Linked DNA regions of Anser cygnoides: all the other regions are linked to region 1. Evidence: chromatin contacts called from public Hi-C data. All regions are on one chromosome and are shown on one strand. Each heading gives the region's core, a stretch centred on a gene start, on an enhancer-like site or on the middle of the called end of the contact. The rest is flanking DNA. Distances are from core to core; before and after follow the strand shown.

Region 1 (3,418 bases), core at 659-3,158:
AGGAAGTATAGGCAACTACGAAATACATTCTACTAAAAAAAAAATGTTATTTAGCAAAGATCAAACCCACTGCCTTCAGAAGTGCTGGCTTACTGTCAAAAAACCCAACTCATTCATTAAGAGCATCAAAGAGGAAAATGATGGCAATTTTTGTCACACAGACTACATAACCCATAAACACTGAGCTACCAGTACTCCACATTTGGTTATACACACTCCACGGCATAAGTACCATTTAAAATAATTACTACCTCAGCTATGTCCACTGCAGTGGGGATTTGGGGAACTGCTGAATATCAACACATTCACCTCATCTCCACAGTGTTGCTCACCATCTTGAAGATAAAACAGATTTAAGTTGTTTGTAACATCCTCTGAGAACACAAGTCACAAAATCCAGCATTTCATTAAATTATGAAAACAGTCATTTAAACTCACCAGAAGTAAGTTCATTCAATCCTGAAAGAACACATAAGTGTATATTGCAGATGAGGAGTCTTTTTTTTTTCTTTAAGACTATGTCAAATTCAGGATATATTCTATGCTACTGCCAAAGCAACACCAGGAATTAACACCCCTTTAAGCCTATTGTTACTGTAGTGTGATTTTTCTTAATATAAAATGTTATCCCAAATTCAGTGATAGACATCAGAAGATATTATGCCATACAACCTTCCAGCAGCAGAAGCCATTCAAAGTAACCACCCTCCCCAGAACTGTTCAGACAAAGCAAAGGAAGGTAGTACACACAGGTAGGACAACTCTCTCGAAGACAGACCTATTTTCTGTCGTTCTTTTAAGCTTTTTTTATTATTATTTCTAATGACACACACAAACATTATACATCCTCAGGATTTACTCTGAAGTGATGTGTGAATGCTGGTTTAGAATAAGTGCCTTGTCTCAGAAACGTAATGCCCAAACAGACACAGGAGCTTGATCATCTGATTTAATTCTGAAACAAAACTCTGGAAACTCATTTGGCTTTTGGTAAGATCTCTTGAATGGAGATATACTTAAGAGTTTTTGTTGTGGTTTGGTTGCTCCCCCCCCTCCCCCTTTATTTTTTAAATTTCATTTATTTAAGCCTCTTTTCCTTTGGGAAAGGGGATGTTACTCTATAAAAGCAACACTGACCACTTCTTACAGAAGACATAGTTCTCCCCTACAAAAGAACACAACATCCTGCTCCCCACAGTTAACAACTTAAAGCAAAGGATGCTCAAAGCATCCAGAGTCTCTGTGCCAAAGCTTTAAAATGTACCCAAGATGAAAGATAATTAATACCCCCTTTTAACAGTATATGTACACGTGGCAGTGATTCCCAGCCTCCTTGTGCGCCTTTAAAGAATAAAATAAAAGGTCACTAATCTTTTCAAAATATTTTTCTCCTGCAACATTAAGAAAGCTCTTGTTTTGCATTTTGTTTTAAGCAGGCTTATGCATCTTCCAAGAGCAGCCCAATTTTCATGCCACTGATATTCTCAAAATTCTCCCATCCAAGTGATATTTGCATATGCTAAATTCATTCCAGAATATCACGTCCTGACAGCATATAGCTGGAGAACTATTCATTCATCTCTGCAAACTACTCTGGCACCTGCAACATTCTACTTTGATTGCAAAAAAAAGGATAAGAGTTTCACAATTTTGATTGCGGTTTATTTGCTTAACAAAGGGCAGAATCATACCAGAGGGTAGCCCAAATTATTCAGCTTGAACTTTGCTTTGCTTATACTAATATACACTTATTTTGACCTGCAAGGAAGGAGAGGGGAAAGGAAAAGAGAAAGGTTTCTTCTCTTCAGTCACTCTCAAGTGAAACTCTAACGTAGGTATATAAAGCTTCCTTTCCATTTGTATCATCATACTTGTTTCTACTCAACAGTTTTGCGAGCATAATCTGCAGCAGAGGTATGTTTTAACCTCTTTCTGAACAGTTGCACTAGTTGGACCTGGTTTCCATTTCTTATTGCCTTGTGTTTTGCACTGCCATTTACATCAGTGCTAGCTGCTTGCAATACAGTCCATTCAAAGTGCGCCTTGTCTCAAACCTAAAAATAGCTCCGTATTCTCCCTAAGGAAGCACATGAAAAATGAGTTCTCTTGCACAGTTTAGGATTATGTATATAGTCGTTCATCATGGATAGATGTCTACCTGGAACTAGAAGCTTTTCTCTGGAGAGGTCACTGAAGTCAGTCCTTTAGAAGCAGCAAGAATTTTCGTTTCCTTCACCTTCTTAGTGGAACGCCCATGAATCAGCAAAAGGTGCTGGTGGGGACCCTCTCCAATTTTTCCTATTACTGCTATACATTGACAAGTTATAGTGTAGAATCACGCACATGCTTCGTATACAAATGTAGTATTCTTAACTGATTCCTCACAGAAAAAAAAAAAACCAGTATTGCATCTGAACCTGTAACCACTACAACTTTTAACAAGGTAACATCTGCTTGTATATTGATCAGAGCCTGTAACCAAGTTGCCTACAAGATATAGTATAAAGCACTAGGAAACTCAGTTTATTTTTTTCTAGAGAAGAAAAGGGGTTCCAGTCTTAAAGGTCTAATAAGCAGGAAGGCACTTACAGCTCTATGCACATAGTTCCAGATCAAAGTCTGGCATCTTCAAGGTATTTGCTAATATTTTTACAAATAAGAACAAGTCTATCAGATTACCTCCTTCCATCTCAAAGCAATTACTTAAAGAGTTAACAAAAAATTGGGTATACTAGTATTGCTTTTTAGTACAGTATTTTCTTACGCAGCACACTGGTATTCTCCATACAAAAGCCATGATGATAATTAGGTATTGTTACAGACTCATCTATTAAGACCTGTATTTCAAAACATTTTAGAAGTGGTTTTGGATTAATTCTTAGTTGGCAGCTTCCTACCAGCCTGAGTAAAGAGTTGCAGAGCCACAGCTAGAAAAATAAAGTTACAGAGTGCAATGCTGCCATCTGCTGAAAATTGCTTGTCTTAATGGCCTAATAGCTGTTTCCAAAGGCTCGGTTACAGGCTTTTGAGCATTCAAACCTATTTAAATCTATATAATCTAATCAATTTGAGAAAAAGTAACGTATTTTCTGATCAAGCATTTGTGCATGCAGACAAGTTCTACTGCAGTCAAGGACAGCAGCTGTACTTCCCATTAATGGGAGGGCCACCAACACTCATTAAAACTCCACAGATTTCCATGCACTGTGCACAATGCAGCACAGAAGACCTGGGGAAGGTGCCTCCTGTTCACAGCAGGACCCTAAAACTATCATTTTGTGCGTAGTGACAACTCTGGGATAGGAAGGACACCCAAGCCCATGGGTTCCCCTGGATGTGCAGAGAGGAAACCGCTGATCAGGGAGGACACCATCCCCTCCCACAGCCTCAGCAGGTATTCCACCTACCAGGTCTACAA
Region 2 (3,418 bases), core at 371-2,870, 450 kb before region 1:
TACTTTGTCTATAAGGTCACTTTTGTTATCACATATGGTGTTGCAAGGAAATTTCCAACTTAGTTTCAAAATAGCTTTGGCAGAACATAAGATTCAAACCAAGAAAGCCTCCTCCTCCTTTTCCCAGCTTCTGTCAACACCTGATCAAGGGTCGGCAACCTAAACCCAGCTCATGTGAAGTTGGCTAGCTCTTTTTTTAATTTATTTATTTCTCCAGGGACAAAAGCAGCCTTCATCCTTCACTTCATTCCTGCAGTAACTGAGGTCTAGAAACCCTCTTCTGAGGTGCATCTCATAATCTAGATTTTTGCTTTCAGTTCTTGGGTTAGGCATGTGGCATATATTTCAGTTTAAACAAACACTGCTTCCAGCATGTCTAGCCTGTTCTTTTGACACAATTTCTTGAACAGGATTTTACTTGTCAGCTAGCTGACAAAAGGCTGGAGAAAAGACAAATCTTTATTTGGACAAGCTGTAGTGTGGTAGTTACTTATAGTGGAGATCACCTTTGTAATAACCAGCTTTTGTTTTTCTCATGCCATATCTCATGTGTTTTGCTACAAATTTGTCCTTAGAGTTTTTCTGTGGGTCTGAGTCCGTGTCAAAAATAGAAACAGTGACATAAATTGTGTTCTGTATCCTGTTTCCTGCCTTTGAAAATCACTACAGACTGCAGATTCAGCAATATTCATCAACAGGTATATCCAGGACAGGTACCCATCATTCCACCTATGGATTCGGTCACCAACAAATAGCAAATAAAACCTCATGAAAGGTCACTGATCATGTGCCTCTTCCTACCCAGCAGGCAGCTATATTCGGATAAAAATACTGGATCCATGAGCCTTGAAGTATCCCTGTCTCTACTCAGACTCAAGTAACTTTCTTTGGCTTTTCAAAGACTTTGAAGATCTGTTTTTTTTTCCTCCCTAGGCTTCAGGCATGCTACTGGTTAAGGTGTTCTTACTTGTGGAGAGAGCTGTTCACTGATTTTTAGATTTTACCTCCTCTGATAGAAATATAATATGAGCTCCGATAACAAACTAGCTGATTAATTTTGCTCTGACACCTTCAATAGCACAGCAATTTCACCAGGTATATGAGATTCAAAACATTTCGCAGAGCATCTACTTTTCATTCAGAACTGCCCCATCAATTCACTAGAGGGTAATAAAGACAAAGCCCAGTTTTCAGAGAAACTGTGTATCACAGTGATCAAGGGGAGCCCTGGATGTTCTGATTTAACATTTTACTGATATTGTAGGAGAACTCCACTTTCTTGTCATTGCTCAGTTCTACAGAAAACAAACCAAAACAATCCTACCTCTGTATACAATCTTAAGTGCAGAAGCTGAACACTAAAACTGAACTGAAACTGGCTGGGACAGTGGCGGGGGAGGTTAGAAATAGGAAAGATAGAAGGTGTCTGGAAAGATAATAGGTAGTGGAAAGCTAAGCTATAAACTCATTCTTTTAAATGAAAAAAGAAAAAGAAAAAAAAAAAAGAACTGTATTGGAGAGGGTTGCTATAGTGAGAGTAATCTTACAACCTAATGTGTGAGTGCTCTCAAAAGACTGGATGTTCCAGTTCAGTGAAGCAAGATGGCCCCCTGCAGTATTGTTAGCCCCCTCACAAAGAAAGTTTGCTTCTAATCTAGGAACACAACTGTATGTTACACAGACAGATCTGTTGTGGTTTACCATTACTAGTTTCACTTAAAACACAAGGTAAATGTTCTTTACTTTAAAACACTACTCAGAAATAAAAGTCCTCAGTTACTGACTTCACTCCCTCTGTTTTTGAATGCCTCCTGCATGGTGCTGATGTGAAACTGAAACAAAATTGGTTTAAACCTCCGAATCCTCAGGAAAAAAAAATAAATCTCTCTCAAACTTAGTTGGTAGAAGTTGTAATAGGGTAACAGTAAAGGCTGAAAATAAAGTCTTGCCAGAGTTGTGAAGCCAGCAAAAAAGTAAAACTTCTTCATGAATGAGGAGAAGGTAAACTTCAGGGGAAAAGCACTGTGCTCTACATGCATTTTGAATAGGAACTTTGAAGTGTATTATGTGCCTGAAAAGCTTTTTCTTTCTCCTGTCCTATTACATTTCCCTGACAGTAGTGAGAATAGGATAGCATACTTCCTTGAAAAGAAAAAAGAAAATATATCAGTATTTTGGCAACATTTGGGACTTTCAGAATATCAGATTCTTTTCACTGATAGAACAAACCACTATAAATTGTGTGCTTTATAACAGCACAAAAACTTCATGCTTTTAGAACTTTTAGAAACATATATATCATGGACCCGTATTATGTGTAATAACTATAACCCGTGCCTCATAATATGCAGCAAAGTGTAGAATTTACTGATTATTTTATAATTATGTATAAATATACAGTCAGACTTTCTCTGAAGTACATGAGTTTTCTCTGACTGGCATTTGCAACTACTTTAGGTCTTGCATTGCACAAGCTAGGAAAAGGAAAAGAGGACCAGATAAAACGGGATTCAAATATTATTTTAGCAATTAAATGCCAAGGTTCATAAGGTTAATGAAGTCAAATAAATGCCTTCCCTAGTCCTGTTTCCTCTCCTTCCTCCCCTCACTTTGTTTACCTCCATGATTTCTATCACTGTTATTTGCAAGAAGTAACCCTATGACCAGTGCTTGACAGAGAGATGTGCCAGACAACCAGAAGAAAAAGCACTAGCAAAGAAGGCCATCTCATAACATTTCTAATTCAGACTTTAGCCTGCTCCCATCAGATTTCCAATATAATTCAGAAAAAAAAATCAAAAATGGACTTGGGAAATTTGAATGAGTGTAAACTTTAATAAAATTTAATTTCCCCTCTACCTCCCAATGTTGAACTTAACACATCACTCCCAGAAACCCACCCAAGCTCTAAAGAATCAGCGTTGTGAAGTCTGTGTGGCCTTCTACAGGCTGCTTTGGTGTGGGAGCTCGGATTGTTTCTGACCCTGTGACACTGAATGGCCAAGAGCTTCCATGCAAGCACAATGGTGCTGTTAGTGCCCATTACTAAAAGCCTTCTTGTTTCTTTCAACTGTTCACAGGCCTCCTAAACAATGAAAGAAATCCATACATCATTAATAAGGAGATTTAATTTAAATACTGCTCTAAGAGAATTCTCAGATATCCTTCTCATTTTTTAAAAGTGAAAATTGCTGAAGTCTGATGTAAGGCAGAATCTTAATGCAGAGAAGAGTTGGGCCTTATTTAGGAATGCCTGGAAACTAATGGGAATTGTAATCATGGAGAGAACTGGAAAACAGTACTGGAACCCCAGTTCCCATGAAAAACCCCTGAGTTTGGATAAGTCAGCTAATGAAAAACATCTATGAACCTTCCCATAAAATGACCTTTTCTGGCTCCAAGGATTGTATGACTTTTA
Region 3 (3,418 bases), core at 290-2,789, 260 kb before region 1:
GCTCAGCATTTCACTGAACTTGGGCCAAGTTCAGCTTTAAACAGAGCTCCTTCTTCAATTGACTGTCTGATCTGCTGCATGGGGGGAACACAGGGCATCCTGGTGAATTCCAAAGGCTATGAACAGACCTTATCAAAAATGTTAGAGAAAAGAGAAAGGATAAATATTAAGAGACTGTCTCTTCCAGCAATAAAATCTGTATATACCACTGATCATTTTCATTAAGATATCTTGGATTAATAATGGATCACTGGACTTAAATTTGTTTCCTGGCTTTGGTGAAGCATGATACAAATTTAGCTTTATTTAAACACAGTCCCATCCGTCTTTCCCCCCTCCCCTTAATTCATTTAACAAGTACTCCCTTTGGTTTCATTATGGAGCAAATTTTGAGCACGTATAAATCCTGAGAGTTTTACTACCTAATTAAAAACATGTTCCTGTTCCACACATTGATGGGAAACTCATGTCTCAAAGGGTTAATTAACAGTCTTTACACATTCTGTATTTAGCTCAGGGTACAAAGCCAAAAACATAAATAACGTCTTAGACGGAAACAGGAGGTGCAGATGGTTTTTAAATTTGGTTCTTAGTGCATTTTACACTAGCCAGAGATATGCACTGTATAAAACCGAAACAGTGACTCAGTAACCATACTTAAAGTACAGTTATATTTAAAGTGTTCTTTCCCTTTTGCAATTTTATATCTTTTAGGCATATAAAATAATAATCATAAGCGTGCTGCAGTCAGATGTCTGTAAGCAAGAAGCCTTGAGACAGGAGTGCAACAAAGATAATGAAACAGAGAGACAAATGACAAATATGAAACTACACTGTTGCGTACATAACAGATAATCATCTGACAAAAGCAAAATTAAGCAGAGGGGTGACAACAAAAATTAACATGTTGATTTACTAGCTCTCCATTTACAAAGCAAACACCCTATAAAATATCAGTGATTTGACATTAACTTTAAAAGAAACAAAATTATTGTCTGAGAATAGCAGCTGAAAAAAAAAAAAAGGGAAAAGAAAAAAAGAGAGAATCTCTCTGAGGAATAAATGTTTAAAAAATTCCATTATAAAGGCACAAAATGGAATATCAGCCCACAAGAGTCCTGTTATTCCCTCACCAGTTCTCGCTTACATAAATATTCTATTGAATCCAAATGGCAAAGGGACCCAGTAAAAGCCAACGTTAATTGAGACAGCTGAATGAGACCATTGACTTAGGGGCTATTAATTGGGTAAAAGTGTTTGCAGGTTTGAACTCACATACAATCTACTGTGAGACAGTGGAAATGAAGGAAGCATGAGATGAATACAGAAGACAGCCAGACCATTTCATTCCCTGTTCTTACTAGTTACTCTGTTCCAACAGCTAAGTGGCCTTGGACATGTCATGACATTTGTGTCTCACTCTAATGTCTCTTAATGGGGCTTAAACTTTAACTAACCTCTAAAGGTGCCATGAAAGTGAGCTAATTTTTAACAGGCATTTTGTAGGAGATCCCTTTTGTGTAAACTGATGGATGTGTGAAATGCCAATCAGTTGTGAGGAAAAAAATATGCAATTTAGGATTGCACTTGCCTTGAACGTAAAATACAAGTGTTCATACAAACCACCTACTGCTAAACTAACATTCAACTAACTTTGAATAAACTAACTTTGGAACCAGAGCTCAAGCTTAAATTCCTGTCTTCCTGCCTCCTTTAGTAAAGAGGCAACCTTGATACCTTGGCATCCAGCATCTAACAGTTAGGATCCATGGACATGCAGGCTCCCTACTTCAGATCCTTGCAAGAGCATGTTTCTATGTTTATGAACACTCTTCTGCCTCTAATTCACTTAGACATCGTCAAATGTTTGTCTAGCTAGAAAACACAGATAATTACTCACCTGGAATCCGACACTTAAAAGGCAGAGATTATATGGCTATTACCTCAGATGATAAAACATAGAATGCTACAGTCAGGTTTTCAAATATATCCAATTTTGCTGTAAGACTTTATGAAAGAAAACAATTTGCAAAGTCTTCAGACCACCAACTAACACCCTGCAAATCAGCTGACATCAGGAAGCCAGTCTCGCTAAATGGGGTGCAACTTGTGGCACGTACTGTATGTTCCAGCATTAAAGGCGCATCTGTCAATGAGAGGCATGCTTCTCTTTCTACTTAAAAGGCTAGTCTCTTAATAAAAATGATAAAACTGTGGCAGTGTTCACTATCTGGAGTCAGTAGTACTTGTTGAAAAAGAGTATTTTCCTACTTCTAAAAATAGGAAAGCACTCAGGCAGCACAGAGGAGGTAATATATCCAGAGCCCTGGATATCAGGGGTAGGGCCCAGGCAAAAGTTTCATTGCAAAAGGTGAAGCAGGTGGCCTGATGAATAAGGTGTTCAGTCCCCAGGCCTCTGATGTGGATGCTGGCAGTGTCTCTGCCCTGTGTGTGCGATAGTCCACCTGCTATCCTCCTTCTTTTTCCTTCTCCCACTTCTGGGTTAAGGTCAGAGCTGTGCCCAGTGGAAGCTCCTCTCCCTGCTACCCCTGAGATGGTAAAGTTGCCCAACTTGCAGGAAATAATGGTGCAGTGCTAATGCAGCAAATCTCCATGCAAAGACTTGTAGAAAGGGATTTTTTTAATATATATATTTTTTTAAACTGATTTCACGCACACTCATACACTCATACATAGTCCCCCTTCTCACAAGCACTAAAGGCCTGATGCATCCTGGTGGTCTGCCCAGCATGCAGGCACCCAGATGCTCCTATTCAGGTGCCCTGTCCAGGCTTTTCTGCAGTGAAACAGAGGACCCTTCAGCTATCAACTCCTCATGTCTCCTTGTCTTTCTCAGTTGGAAACCGTGTGCTGGTTTGGGATGTGCCTTTTTGCAACCCTTCAGGAGATGACGGTGATTAATCCCTTCATCCCGTTCCACCTCTGTGAGCCACCAGGATTTACTTGCTCTACTTTGTCACCCAATCTGGGTGACTTAAAAGCTGCACACAGGTGTTCTAGGATCCTGATGACCTGCTAATCAAGCTGTCATCAACACATGCTATTGTTGTAAAACTTGTCCAGTTGTTTACTCATCCTGGTGTTTCTGCAAACATAATCCATTTATGCTCCTAAGATAATAATTTTAACATTTCTACTATAATTCTCCATACCCTCACCAGTTTTGGTGGGTTACTTGTAAGCAGTTTTTGGAACATTTTCCGTTGCAGCTTCTGTGTTACCAAGCTGACTGGATCAGCAAGATACAACCTTTTTGGTTATGTAAGAGGGAAGAGGACCCTGCTTTACATCCTGCAAAGGGAAGAAGACCAGAAAAAGATACAGCACCAGTGAATTATATCAGCTGATGATGCTGAACATATGGGACACGAAAAGTAAATTTGATGCACTGGATAGA

Evidence for each region. A called contact is a pair of places that touch in the nucleus more often than the background predicts.
Region 2: a Hi-C map of liver shows a contact between it and region 1, with 5 times the contacts expected there. The contact joins two enhancer-like sites. A contact is called at or near these places in 3 of 7 Hi-C or Micro-C datasets (granulosa cells and liver).
Region 3: a contact with region 1 is called in a Hi-C map of liver, with 3 times the contacts expected there. The contact joins two enhancer-like sites. A contact is called at or near these places in 4 of 7 Hi-C or Micro-C datasets (granulosa cells and liver).

What each region holds. Positions count from the first base shown.
Region 1 is chr3:27,287,336-27,290,753 of Taihu_goose_T2T_genome, reverse strand. No RefSeq gene overlaps it. Among named protein-coding and RNA genes, the nearest start is that of TRNAI-UAU, 12 kb to the right of the region's middle. Within about 2 kb of position 1,908, at least 1 of the 3 cell types and tissues checked has open chromatin away from gene starts, as enhancers often do. A contact at or near this core is called in liver, where this site is marked.
Region 2 is chr3:27,739,028-27,742,445 of Taihu_goose_T2T_genome, reverse strand. No RefSeq gene overlaps it. Among named protein-coding and RNA genes, the nearest start is that of TRNAS-GCU, 240 kb to the left of the region's middle. Within about 2 kb of position 1,620, at least 2 of the 3 cell types and tissues checked have open chromatin away from gene starts, as enhancers often do. A contact at or near this core is called in liver, where this site is marked.
Region 3 is chr3:27,543,887-27,547,304 of Taihu_goose_T2T_genome, reverse strand. No RefSeq gene overlaps it. Among named protein-coding and RNA genes, the nearest start is that of TRNAI-UAU, 270 kb to the right of the region's middle. Within about 2 kb of position 1,539, at least 1 of the 3 cell types and tissues checked has open chromatin away from gene starts, as enhancers often do. A contact at or near this core is called in liver, where this site is marked.